Linked DNA regions of Ovis aries: region 1 is linked to region 2. Evidence: chromatin contacts called from public Hi-C data. All regions are on one chromosome and are shown on one strand. The core of a region is the stretch at or near the end of the contact, and the rest is flanking DNA. Distances in the headings are between cores, read along the strand shown. Region 1 has its middle 270 kb from the start of TRNAI-AAU. Region 2 has its middle 270 kb from the start of TBC1D1.

Region 1 (6,726 bases), core at 2,607-5,106, 160 kb before region 2:
GCTGTGGCAAGCCAGGGCTCCTCTCTTCTTGCCGAGCACGGGCTCTAACACGCACAGGCTTCAGTCGTTGCAGCGTGTGTGATCAGCTGCTCCCTAGCGCATGGGATCTCAGCTCCGGGTGCTAAGCCACTCCAGTTGCGTCTGACTCTTATGTGACCCCATGAGCCTGCCAGGCTCCTCTGTTCATGGGATTCTCCAGGCAAGAGTACTGGAGTGGGTTGCTATGTCCTCCTCCAGGGGATCTTCCTGACCCAGGGACCGAACCTGCATCTCTTACATCCTGCAATGGCAGGCGGGTTCTTTACCACGAGCACTACTGCTGCCGCTGCTAAGTCACCTCAGTCGTGTCCGACTCTGTGCAACCCCATGGACTGCAGCCCACCAGGCTCCTCCGTCCGTGGGATTTTCCAGGCAACAGCACTAGCTTGGATCAAACCTGTGTCCCTGCACTGGCAGACAGATTCTCAACCACTGGCCCATCAGGGAAGCCCCTGCATTTGTCTTTTTAAACAGGTATGCTGGGCTTGTTTCGTGCGCATGCTGTCTCCAGTGCCTTAAGGGAATGAACAGAATGGCAAGCGTGCTAGCTGGTCACTCTGGAATAGGGTTCCTCCCCGGGACCGGAGGCCCTGCCTTCCTCCAAGGAAACTGAAAAGATCCACAGGACTGTTAGGTCATCCCAGCTGCATGGTGGGACAGAAATATTACACAAGGAATCCTCCTGTCATCACTATCGCTTTTCAGGTAATTGAGGACTCATTAGGGAGGCTTATTAACAATATAAATTCCCTCGTTTCTAACTCCAGCCTACCCACCCCCAGGAACTCAACAGGGCTATGGTAGGACTCAGGAATCTGCATTTCTACCCAAACTTCAAGTGCTCTCGATGCAGGGCATGGCTCACAGACTACACTTTGAGAAACACTGCTTTAAAAGAAAGACCTTTCACTCTGAACAGGAGCCACTGCTGCCTTCCCTCTTGCAACCGTTCTACCTTAGGTGTGGCAATAATAAAGCAATGAGTTAATCATCTCAGTTAAAATGCAGACGGAACAGTAATCTGAGTACAGTTTTGGACTAGAGACACTCCAGTTCTGGAGGTGTGTGGGTGGTTGGCCCTTTCAAAGCAACTTGTGCTGAAGGGTGGGTCAAAATGTTTTGGGCGGGGGGTGAAGGGCAGGTCCTGGAAGTGCTCTAACTGTGGACAAGAGAAGGACATTGGCCACCAGCTGCTGTGGGAAGGTGACTCATCAGCCTATGTGGCAGTAACCACTGGCTGGCGGAATGACTCCCTTGGCCGTGGGGGGCCGTGGGGGAGGTGATGGTTGTGGCTGGAGAGAGCAGTGCATTCCAGAGGAGAACCAGACCTCCTGCAAGGATGCCGATCTGCGCTGTCAGTCACCTTGGCAGCCACGGAGGAGGGACAGGGAGGGATAGATGAGAGGTCTCAGCAAGATGGCAGAGGCACCATTTAGTCACTGGCGTGATCAGCCCTGGGTCCACTACCCCTGGACTCACCCTGCCTCCTTCTCTCCCCATCTCTAAATCCAATGACTAGATCTGGTCGATTCTACACTTTAACCTCTTCTAGGTGCCCCCTCTACCACTGCCTTTGTGTCACCGCTGTCATATACCGCTCATTTTTCTCTTTCTGTGTATCCCCATCATTATGACCCAGGCTTGAGTTCCTGTCATTGCTCACTTGGACTCCTGTCCCTGCCTCCTGCCTCCCTGTCTCTAATCCATCCTTCCTACAGCCACCTATGTGTTTTCTCCAAAAGTGAAAATCCAAGCATTCCCTTACTTAAAATTCACAGCTAGAAGGGGGGAAAAAAAACCCTCAGCTTACCACGGCTCAGTGGTTCTTGAACTTCACTGTGCCTCAGAATCACCCGGGGGCTTGTTAAAACACAGCATGGGGCCCCAGCTGGAATGTTCTTCACTCTTCCACATCTTCCTCCTTTACCCACTGAATTCCTGACCCTATAACCTCTGTGCCGCCTTCTCCATCTCTTTGCCTTCGTCCTCACTCCACCTCCCCCCGCACCATCATCATCACCACCCACACACATTGAGTGCTTGCTATGGTGCATTCCATTGAATCATCACGGGGGAAAAAAAAAATCCATGATGTGGGTCCCATTATTTTTCCTATATAATATAGGTGTTGAAACTGGGGCTCAGATAGGTGCAGAAACTTGGCCCAGTCAGATGACTAGAAAGCAGTGAAGTCAGGATTCAGTGCCTGGGCTCAGGACCCCAGCAAATATCAACTCATCCAGATGGAATTAAACCTTTCTTCCTCAATGCTCTCAGAACACTCTTCCCGTCACTTACACATCTAAATCCACACACAAGTAGGCTGAGTTATTTGAGGGTGGGTCTTCACCTTTGTTTCCTATGCCTAGCCCATAGAGGGAACTCCATGCTGGGTGAATAAATCATGAATTATGCGCACTGGAGTGCTGGCAAACGTAAAGTAAATTTTTTTGATGGGCCATAAGAAATGAGAAATATTCCAGATTACTTAAATTCCTTATAATATGCAAACTCAACATATAATATGCCAACAGGTACCGTTTCATATTGGGGATACACAAGTATCACTCTATATTAGGGGAAACCCTGAGACAAATGAAAATACAAAGAACATGATTGCCATTAAGTGGTCATTTTGACCTTTCCATCTTGCCTCTCCTGATTACATCTTTTAGACATATTCAAAGTACATGGAGGTTTCTCTCTGGAATAGCATGATGGCAGAAGTATCAATTTTACAGGAAACTTTGGTTAAGTCTTTTCTGTTGGTGCAGAAAAAGAACTTGAGAAGTCAGCATATTAAGCAAAAAAAAAAAAAAAAATTTACAGGAGTATGTGTTTTAGAGTGAAATTTCACATGTATTTGGAACCAAGGCAGAAACAATGCTTTCTGTAAATGAGCACCATTAACTAGAGAATATAACTTACCTTTCATATACAAATCCAAAGTATAAGCAAATGGCAACTTTTTGCTTCTCTCTTTTACTAGGAAGGAAATTGTAGCCAGCTAGCCCCCAGGGCATCTCTCCCCTGCTGCAACTTTGCTTTCCTGGGTTAAGAAATTACATTTTTGGTTAAGAAAGGGGGAAAAAAATGAGAGAATGCTACACCCCAGAGTAAAAGCGACCTGTCAGCACTGATTTTCCAGAACTAGTGCCTGCCCCACAGCTCCTCCCCACCTCACTCTGGGCTTGGGGCCATGCAGTGCCAAAGGTGGTGCTCCTTTTCCATCCGACTTCAAAGCCTTTGTCCAAACGAACCATAAGTTAACAGGCTCTATCAACGTGGATGCCTCTTTGAAGGCACCTTAAGGCCAAGCGTCACCTGCTCTGTTCTGGAAGGCAGCGAAACAGAGGAAAAGCCGCACCCCTCCCCTCCTGCAGTGTGCATTCTAACTCTCTTGCTACCAACTATACAAAACCCTGTTCTCTCAGGCAGGTACGGGACCCAGAGCAGCTCACTGTCTGGGCCTCTGTGTCTTCTCCCTCCACTTAGAAGCAAAGGCCTTCCGGGACCTGCTGAGGCCCGGAGCTGGGCTCCTCCTTGGTGGCAATGGGGAAGCTTGGAGCTCCTTTCACCCAGTGGGCATAGAGGTGACTTCATTCTGCAACTCCCTGAGGCTGGTTTTCCCTTCCCTACAAGTCAGTAAGCACAAATCTTTGCAGAGAAGCCCGGAGTTCTAAGCATTCGCTCAGCAGAAGGAAAAAAGAAAACAAAACAAAACCCACCACACCACTTTTCCAACTCAGCCCTGTTAAGGACATGGTCTCAGACATTTCCTGCCTGAGCCTCCGCGGCTTCCCTCCTCTTGCACACGTGCTCCCCCTACTGCCTGATGGGGGCAACGCAACCCTCGCTCCACGAGACCCAGGAACGCCCCAGCCTGGCCCTGGAAGAGCCATGTTGTAAGGCTGCAGAGGGCTTGCCAAAAAATGAAACAGTAGATCTTAAGAATTCTTCCATGGCTTCGGTGAAGGGCCCAAGCTAAGTCTTTACATTTCAAGAGTAAACTCTGTAATAGAGACTGAATAAACAAATGTTCCCTGAATAGAATTTTGCCAAATAAATTAAATGTAGGCTTCCCTCTAAGAGTTAAATAAATGAAAAGAGCTTTGGACTTGGGTTGAGAATAGGGGACTCAGATTCAGGTTATGCTTCTTTTTTTAAAAAATGAGTGACCTTGGACTTTAACCGTTCTCACTCTCAGTTTTCTCATCCATTATTTGGGCATATGGCTCATCTCTTAGTGTTGTTGAGAAAAGTAAACGAAAGAATGTGAACGTGTGAGAAACGTGTTTTATAACATAAACATTTAATATGAGCCATTATTTTTTCCTTTCCAATGCAACACACACACACACCTGCCTTTTTCATACATTTCAGTGGAAATGATAGGGGAGGCAATTTAAACCCCCAAAAGGAAGTAGGACAAGGAAGCTCAGTCACAAACAGGAAGTAACAAAAATGCCATCAGAAAAAAATTGGCTCAAGCAAAAGAAAAAAAAAAGTCATAGGCCACGTTTTAAAGATCAAGTTAGACTTAGTTCATGATTTGGGGTGTTGCACAGCCCCCTAAATTAGAGGGTTTTCAGAGATGATTAGGCAACTCTTTTGACCTTGATTTGACCTCACAAATGGGAATTCTCCGGGGCGTTTTTTTGGATCTCTGTAGTTGGTAGGTTCCTGCCTTTTTAAGTGTAGGTCTCTCCTCCTTTTCCCCTGCGGCCCTGGGAGGGGCCCAGCGCCCTGAGCTGGGGCCCCGCCCTCGCCCGCGCCCCGGAGCCGCCCTGCCTCCTCTCGGATTACTCCTCCCTTCCTGGCCTCACAAACTTGCCACATTGTAGGTTGGCTTCTGCAGGAAAAGTAAGAAAAGCACTGCAATGCCGGCGCACAAAGAAGTTTTACAGTGCTGGGGTTCAGGTCCAACTTTCCTTCCAAATTTTTGTTAAGAAGAGACAAAATCTTGGATATTTTCCTAGGAGGAAAAAAACAACAACAACTTAAAGGGAAACAAAATAACATGTCAGGACACATTGTGCTATTTATTTTCTTGTTTTTCCTCTCATTCTTGAAACTTCCCTTCAAAAATCTTAACACCTTTCTTGCCTCTTGCTTAATTTTGTGTGTTTTTAGCATAGAGAGAGAGAGGATTTGAAGCCTAAGGATTATAAGTCAGAACCAAGGAGGAGGGCATGGCAACCCACTCTAGTATTTTTGCCTGGAGAATCCCCCCGGACAGGGCAGCCGGCTGGGCTAGAGTCCATGGGGTCGCAAAGAGTCGGACATGACTGAGGGACTAAGCACTGTATATGTCAAGCATTCCTAAAACTCATCTGTTTGCAGAATCAGGGTTCCTTTTCTGGCCGAAATGAAGAGACTGATTTCTGCCTTCTTTCCCCAGACTTTTAAAATTAAACCACTCTTCAGCAAATTGCTTGGGGAAGGTGAGATTCGGAAAGTAAGGAGATTCATGTCCATCTAAGTGACTCAAGTTTAAGGATAGTGCCATCAGTTCAATTGCTCAGTCGTGTCCGACTCTTTGGCACCCCATGGACTGCAGCACGCCAGGCCTCCCTGTCCATCACCAACTCCTGGAGTTTACTCAAACTCATGTCCATCAAGGCGGTGATGCCATCCAACCATCTCATCCTCTGTCATCCCCTTCTCCTCCCACCTTCAGTCTTTCCCAGAATCAGGGTCTCTTCGCATCAGGTGGCCAAAATATTGTAGTATCAGCTTCAGCATCAGTCCTTCCAATGCATATTCAGGACCGATTTCCTTTAGGATGGCCTGGTGGGATCTCCTTGCAGTCCAAGGGACTCTCAGGAGTCTTCTCCAACACCACAGTTAGAGAGCATCAGTTATTCAGCGCTCAGCCTTCTTCACAGTCCAACTCTCACATCCATATATCACTACTGGAAAAACCACAGCCTTGACTACAGGACGTTTGTTGGCAAAGTAATGTCTCTGGTTTTTAATAAAAGGATAGTGCCATAGAGACACATATTCTAAAGACTGTCCCCTGTCTTGTTGCAAGCTTAGTGTACTTCGTGGCGGCCTCCAGCTGTGCTGCAGCCTCCAGCTGTGCCTTGGCCTCCAGCTGTAGGTGTACATTTGGCAACTGTACTGTCAGGATGCTGATAATGATATTTTCAAAGTGTTTTCACACTTGTGCTTCATAACAACACCGGCAGCATGGTGAAGGGATGAAATTTGCTGCTGTTACAGACGAGGAAGTGAGGAGAAGGGGGGGAAAAGTGATTTGTCCAAGGCCACTCAATTGGTTCCCTACAAAACCCCAGACTAAGAAGTCAAGATCTTCCAAATACTACACTGGTATTTAATGCCCGGTTTGGAAATTATTACCAACAGGTTCCACAGGCTCTTGTTTATGCCAAAACAAACTGTGTTCATTTTTAAACTAGGGTAGCATGAACTTTTAAATTAACTTTTTACAAATTATGTAGAGTATGTATCATTAGCAAAGGGACTTAGAGGCCCTTTTCAATAGACAGTATTTTTTTTAATTAAAATTTCATTTTTAATGAACTTAGGGAGGGCATAATTCACTTTCATGACTGAAAAGTCGCAGTCCTAAAGCCTAGTACACTTGGGAAATCTTGTTGCCACCTCCTCTCCCTTCAGCTCTTTTCTCTACTTCTGTCCCTCACTGGTAGGTACTTTTAT
Region 2 (6,943 bases), core at 3,483-5,982:
ATCAGTGTCAAGGTGACTGAGGCATGCCCTCGATCATGCCCCGTAATGGTGACCTGTACAACTCCCACCAGATACTGAGTCCTCTGAGGGAAAGGACTGCGTCCCTTACACCTCCCCACAGGTCCTATTTTCATGATGGTGCCATTGAATCCTCCTACTCAAGCCCTTCTTGGGGAACCAAGATTCTTCTTCCTCACCTGATTCCCATATGATGGGACAAGGATGAAACAGAGAGCTCATAGCCTACAGGATCAGGGAGAAGGCAGGAAATGAACATCTTAACAAGGCATTCATGACTATTTTCAGGGTCACACAAGCCAGGTCAAAAGATGATAAATGGAAATTTAATTAGAGTCAGTGAAAGGGTAATGGGTGTTGAACTTAGAAATGAATTTTTCTTTTTGAAGATGTGAAAAGAACTTTGGAGTCCTTTGGCTCTTCTGACCTACAGAAATGGTTTTCTAATCGAAGAGCCTGAGACTCATCTTCCCACATAAGAGGGGTGAGCAGATCTAGGGAGCTTTAGATAAGGCTCTTAGAATAAATGCAAATGAAAGAAATGAATGTCTTCCGCCCTGACAGCTCTTCTCAGGTCCCCTCCTACTCTAGGGCTTTCCGGTGGGTAGACGTGGAGGGGAAAAAAATATTCAAATATGCAATTGATTGTTCAATCCCAAGTCAGTTTCATTTTCTAGCTCTCTGGCAGTCTGCTTGCTGTATCAACTATCACACTCCAGTTCCCTAGATGTGCCCCTGTTTGGATACGCAAACACCGGGTACCGTTCTAGGCTGGGCCCTGCTCCTCCACTGGCTGCTGGGTCTCTGCTGCTGAGAGAGGCCTTGTGTAAAGAGCTTCCATAATAACGTCTCGGATTCCAGTCCGAATCCTTCCCTGCTGCAGGTTACTTGACTCTGCAAGACTTGGCTGCTTCTTCTTAGAATGGAGATCAAATGAGTGATGATAGCAGCTTCATGGTTTCCTTGTGAGGACCCAAAGGAAGAATAAATTAGATAAATAGAGCTTGTGATATACTGCGTCAGGAGAATGATAAGTAAAACAAGGTCCTGTTATGCTCCTTGCTTGCTTGTTAAGTTGTCTCAGTCGTGTCCGACTCTTTGCAATCCTATGGACTGTAGCCCGCCAGACTCCTCTGTCCATGGGGTTCTCCAGGCAAGAATACTGGAATGTGTTGCCATGCCCTTCTCCAGGGGATCTTCCCAACCCAGGAACTGAACCGGCATCTCTTATGTCTCCCACACTGCAGGTGGGTTCTTTACCACTGAACCACAGAGGGAGCCCGTTCTGCTGTTAAGAGACAATAAATAAAACCCCTGGTACACTGAGGTAGGTGCTCAATAAAAGGGCCTCCACTCCACGCTGTCTGCCCTGCAGCTTAGCTGAGGGTCTGGTCCTTCTCCCCTGTCAATATGAAAACAGATACAGAATGAGCCCAGTGGTCTGTTCCCCGGGCCCTGTCTCCTCTGGAGGTAGACCTGAGCAGAGGCTCCTGTGCTTGCCTTCCGAGGAGGGAGCAAGTGCTGACAGAGAATGAAAGAGGCAGAAGTCTAGCCCTTTCCCATTTGAGAGAATCAAATAAAGGAAGCTCTATGTGCTGGACTTTAGCTCCAACGGGTACACATGAGTTGAATGTGGACCACTTGCAGATGCTGTGCTAAAGCCTGAGGATGAAGAAGTGAGACACTTGGTCCCTCCAGGCCTTTCTACATCTCCATGCGCCAGTTCAAGAACACAAGATGTCTTTCAGTACATCTATTTCCTAACAAATCGTCACAATTCCACATTTGATTATACTATTTTGACTTTTAACAAAAAGATTTATGCGTGGCAAAGAAAAGTACACTATTTTTTTCCTCTCTCCTAATTCCTAAACCTCATCGACTTTTAAGATGGAATTAATGTCAGTAATATAAACAGGAAGTGGCTGTCTTTTTAAGTGACTAAATAAAGCCAACCACTTTCTCATTGAGATAGTTTGACAACAGTTTTTAAGTCCTAGAGAAGAACTTGTTTTCCAATTGACTAATTAAAATCCACTTAATCTAATAAAGTAGATTCTCTAGGGACCCCCATAACAGAGAAAATTAATCTGAATTGAGCTATAATATAAACATAGAGTAAACAAACTGCATTTTGTGAGGAGAAAAAGCATGCTATAGGTGGTAATTCTCACTTGTCCACACCAGCTCCGAAACGGACTCCAAGAGCTGTATTTACAGAGACCTCTGCACTCCCTACCCCCCATGCCCCCACTTTGACAGGGAGCCGTCTTCTCCAGTTAGGAACTGGGAAGCCAGATCCCCTTATGATGGCCGGTGATGTTTCTCCTCTGGGAAGACGGCATTCACTTTCCTGCTCCTTCTTCCAGGTCAAAGTGATCTTGTTGTTCTGACACTTCCTCTCCTATCCGGCAGTTTCCCTTTGAAAAATGAGACCATTCAATCCAAAGAGCTTTGCCCGTGCCTTCGAAGGAAGCTTGGGGTGGAGCAGAGACTGACTCTGTCTGGTTGTCCTCCCACACAAGAGGATATGGCACAAAACTCTCTCTCCAGGGACTCTCTGAAGAGTAGCTGACACCAGAGTGCACTGTCATCTGGGCTACGGGGCCTCTGAGTAAGAACATGCTCCTTAGAAAGTCACCTGTATGTGTTATGTATATATGTATCTGCAAAGATACAGCTATGACTATCTCTATATGTTCAAGAAAGAAGCCTCAAATCGAGACCAACAAACGTTTCCCTAGGCCCTCAGTGCCTCAGAGGAACTTGCTTTAATTAATAGATCAGAATAGTTAGTATTTAATGTATCAAATAAATGGATGATAGATACATTGATGGATAGATTGATAGATACATAGATAGATTTGGAAGTCAGACCTAAGTTTATACCAATTCCTGGCTGAAGGAGCCAGTATTGTGCTGTGCTGAGTTGCTCAGTCGTGTTTGACTCTTTGCAACCCCATGGACTGCAGCCTGCCAGTATCCTCTGTCAGGGATTCTCCAGAGAAGAATACTGGAATGGGTTGCCATATCCTCCTCCAAGGTATGTTCCCAACCCGGGGATTGAACCCAGGTCTCCCGCATTGCAGGCAGATTCTTCACCATCTGAGCCACCAGGGAAGCCTGACCCAGTACTGCTGCTGCTGCTAAGTCACTTCAGTCGTGTCTGACTCCATGCGACCCCATAGACAGCAGCCCACCAGGCTCCGCCGTCCCTGGGATTCTCCAGGCAAGAACACTGGAGTGGGTTGCCATTGCCTTCTCCAATACATGAAAGTGAAAAGTGAAAGTGAAGTCGCTCAGTCGTGTCCGACTGCAGCCCACCAGGCTCCTCCGTCCACAGGATTTTCCAGGCAAGAGTACTGAGTTTCCCTAAATCTAAATTTGTGTGTGTGTGTGTGTTCAGTCATGTATAACTCTTTGCGACCCCATAGACTGTAGCCCACCAGGATCTCTATCCATGAAATTTTCCAGGCAAGAAACACTGGAGGGGGTTGCCATATCCTATTCCAGGGCATCTTCCTGACCCAGGGATCAAACCCGAGTCTCTTGCATCTCCTACATTGGCAGGGGGATTCTTTACCACTGTGTCACCTGGGAAGCCCCAAACCTAAATTTACATGTCTGTAAAATTGGTTTGATTACCTCTCTGGTTGGTTTCCAGGCATAAATGAATGAATGCATGTAAAGTACTTATTAAAGTAACTGCCATGAAGTAAGCTTCAATAAGAAGGAACCATCACTGATTTATTTCATTCTTAGTGGAGAACAGTTCATCTGGGGGCATCTTTGAGAGGTCAGGATTTCAGAACTGCAGGGAGACACAGTGGTTTCATGGGAAGGCTCTGATATACCTATGTGTAAATGGATACTTTCTGCAACAATGCACAGCTTAAGTGGGACCTGTCACCTGGTGGTCAGACGTTTCCCAGGTCTTGAGGGTGAGACAGTACTGCCAGAGAACCCAGTTTGATTTCCTGGTTCAAAAATCACACCTGTGAAACTCGATCCAGGTGGGAAATTCTTCTGGCTGCTTCTGCTCAAGCCATGGTTCCTTATCAAGTTATGTCTCTGGGTCACTCTGAGGTCATCTTTTAAATTAATGTGACAGACAAGGAAGGCCACAAAACCTCGCTGCTTAGCCTTCGCCTACAAGTCCATCGCAGCAGCGAGTTGACTGAACACGCACTTGGTACTAGTAGCCTTTTGGTCATCAGTTTCTTTAATCCTCCAGCAAGCCTCCAACAACCCTCCATCAGGGCAGCTGCAGTAATCCCCCTTTAAAGATGAACCATCTCAGGCTTGCAGTGTCCAAGGTCACAGCTGGCAAGTGGAGCAACACTGCAGGTAAGTAGGGAGCTCTTGCCACCCGGCCATGCTTCACAGAAAACCATTCGTCCTGTTCTGCTCTCCCGTGCCACGTGTGTCAATACTGCATCTGAGAACAGAAAGAGGTTTGAAATTCTCATTTTCCTCGCTTGCTAAAGAGAAGCACAGCCTGTTATAAGGCTCTACCTTGCTCTGGCTCTCCAGATTCTTCCTCCAATCCTCTTTATAGAGCACCTCCCTTTACCCCCACAATACCTGCTCGGGATTCTTCCTGGCCCTTCAAAAAACAACTGGCAAAAAGCAACTAGCTTGAATCCCTTTAGTTTGGCTAAGACGCCCCTTTTCAGGGGACCTGGTTGGAGCAAGAGTGCCACCTGCTGGAATGTCTGAGTCACTGCCAACACATGTTCCTTGGGCCAACGTGGGCCGGCAGGCGGAGAGGCTTAAGCCTGGCCAAGGAATCAATCAGTGTTCACAGAAACACCTCAGCAGCGTCCAGGCATCAACTTACTGACACTCAGTGTTTAGTTGTTCAGTGGTATCTGACTCTTTTGTGACCCCGCCAGGCTCCTCTGTCCATGGGATTTCTCAGGCAAGAACACGGGAGTGGGTCGCCATTCCCTTCTCCAGGAGATTCTTCCCCACCCAAGGACTGAACCCGTGTTTCCTGCAGTTGGCAGGCAGGTTTTTTTACCACTGAGCTACCAGGGAAGCCCAGATACTGACACTCAAGGTCTTATTCAAATACAAGTTTGGGACTTTAAGGCTGTGCAGTTCTTGTTTCCAAATAGGGGCTGGGATGAGGGTGGGGCAAGAGGGGCAGGGCCATGCAAGTACAGTACATCCCATCTTTGCGGAAAATTGTGAAACTGTATTCATCATGGATTTTTGCATCTATTTTGACTTTTTAAAGTGCATTAAAATATTACATATCTCGTTACTGAATTGTTTGGCACCCTCTCCTTTATGATTTACACCCACTGCAAAGGTTTCATTTGCCTCATGCTAGTATCGGCCCTGCTGAAGCCTTCTGCAAAAGGATTCAGTTTCCTTTCCGAGCTCTGTCTGTAGGTGAACTACACTCAAAGAGTCTCTAAGCTGAACGCCCACATCAGGGCCAGTCCCCGTGCAGCTCTGTGTCCACACTAGGCTTTTCCAATCCCCAGATCCACAGTCTGAGGTCAGGTGGGGTTGCGGGCAGTTCTTTATCTGTAGTGTGTGGGAGGGTTTCGAATGGGGGATGGTTCTCAAAACACTTGAAATTTTGTGGAAAACTATGCATTTTCTGGGGAGATGGCTTATCACCCTCCTTCATTCTCCAAGGAGGCTTGACCCCATAAAGGATAAGACTCACAACAGCCTTCATCAAAGAGTCTATGCAGGAAAAAGCAACAAGAAATGTCTTCCCACATCTGCCCTGGTAAAATGAATGTCAATCACCTGATCTGTGGTCTATAAACAGTGTTGGGAGACCCTGATACAAAGATTCAAGGGTTCTCAGAGTTTGGAGAAAGGAAAAATTCCTTTCTTGAGAAACTGGAATCTCAGCTGCATGCTGAGAACTGGATAGTCCACGTTGCCCTCTTTAGTTTTCACTCCCTGCTCTGAAAACCTCTCAACCTTGCCATTGTTCTCAGGCAAAGCTCTTTTGCAAGCTCCAGACTCTTCCACCCTCCTGGCATCCTTAACCCATCCTTCAAGATCAACTTTCTCCTCATTCTCAGGCAGGGCTAGGCTCTTACACATTCCCGTTAACCTGCAGATGACTTTTCTAGATTGATTTGCATATTGATCTACCTTGCCCACAAGGTTGTGAGTCCCAGAGGGCAGGAATCCAGTCTTGTTTGTTTCCATACCCCCAGTTCTTGGCAGAGTCAGTGTGTTAAAAAAAAAAAAAAAAGTTAGATGGATGAATAAATAAATAGATCTGTGAATGAATGAACAACACATGCCCTCGCCCAAGCCTTCTTGTGCTGGATGAGGAAAGTGAGACTCCCATAGACACTAGAAGGTCAGTGGGCCTTAGCCGAGCAGGGGCTCCCCCAGGAGCCCCACCAAGACCAGCTGCAGGCCACCCCACCCCCACACCCCAGCTGTGCACTGAGGTCAGAGCCCTTAGCAGTCACTCTAGAGCCAGCCACTTGCCCTGCTTTTCCTTCCTTTTGCTGCTCCTGGTTCAGAGCATGAAGTAGGAAGACAACTAACCAGGGGAATTCAGAGATGAGGAAGCGATCCCTGCAGTGGCCAGCTGTCCCCTTTACAGGGTCTGGAAAACCCGAATCTTCTCCGTGGTTCTCTGCCTTCCCATAGTGAAGACCTAAATGAAAAAACTATTTGACACTTTCAAACTTACTTCAACAGAAGGGGACAGAGTCACATTTCTTGCCCAGAAATACATTGTCCATGAACCTAAACAGCTCGTTTTCCTCTGCTCCCTTTCACCGGAATTAGATTCATCAGAAGTCTGATAAAATCTCTGGACGGATGAGCATCCCAAGCACGGCTGATCCCGACACTGTTCAGAAACTGGAGAGAGAGCTGGGAGGAGGGCGGCCACACCAGCTGCTTCTGCTCCTGCTCTGAAGGCGGACAGGCC

The links. Hi-C and Micro-C count contacts between places; a contact is called where the count stands out from the background.
Region 1: a contact with region 2 is called in a Hi-C map of tail adipose tissue, with 4 times the contacts expected there. The contact joins two enhancer-like sites. A contact is called at or near these places in 11 of 16 Hi-C or Micro-C datasets (blood, hypothalamus, liver and 7 more).

What each region holds. Positions count from the first base shown.
Region 1 is chr6:58,336,996-58,343,721 of ARS-UI_Ramb_v3.0, reverse strand. No RefSeq gene overlaps it. Among named protein-coding and RNA genes, the nearest start is that of TRNAI-AAU, 270 kb to the left of the region's middle. Within about 2 kb of position 3,856, at least 39 of the 54 cell types and tissues checked have an H3K27ac peak or open chromatin away from gene starts, as enhancers often do. A contact at or near this core is called in liver and tail adipose tissue, where this site is marked.
Region 2 is chr6:58,181,015-58,187,957 of ARS-UI_Ramb_v3.0, reverse strand. No RefSeq gene overlaps it. Among named protein-coding and RNA genes, the nearest start is that of TBC1D1, 270 kb to the right of the region's middle. Within about 2 kb of position 4,732, at least 30 of the 54 cell types and tissues checked have an H3K27ac peak or open chromatin away from gene starts, as enhancers often do. A contact at or near this core is called in liver and tail adipose tissue, where this site is marked.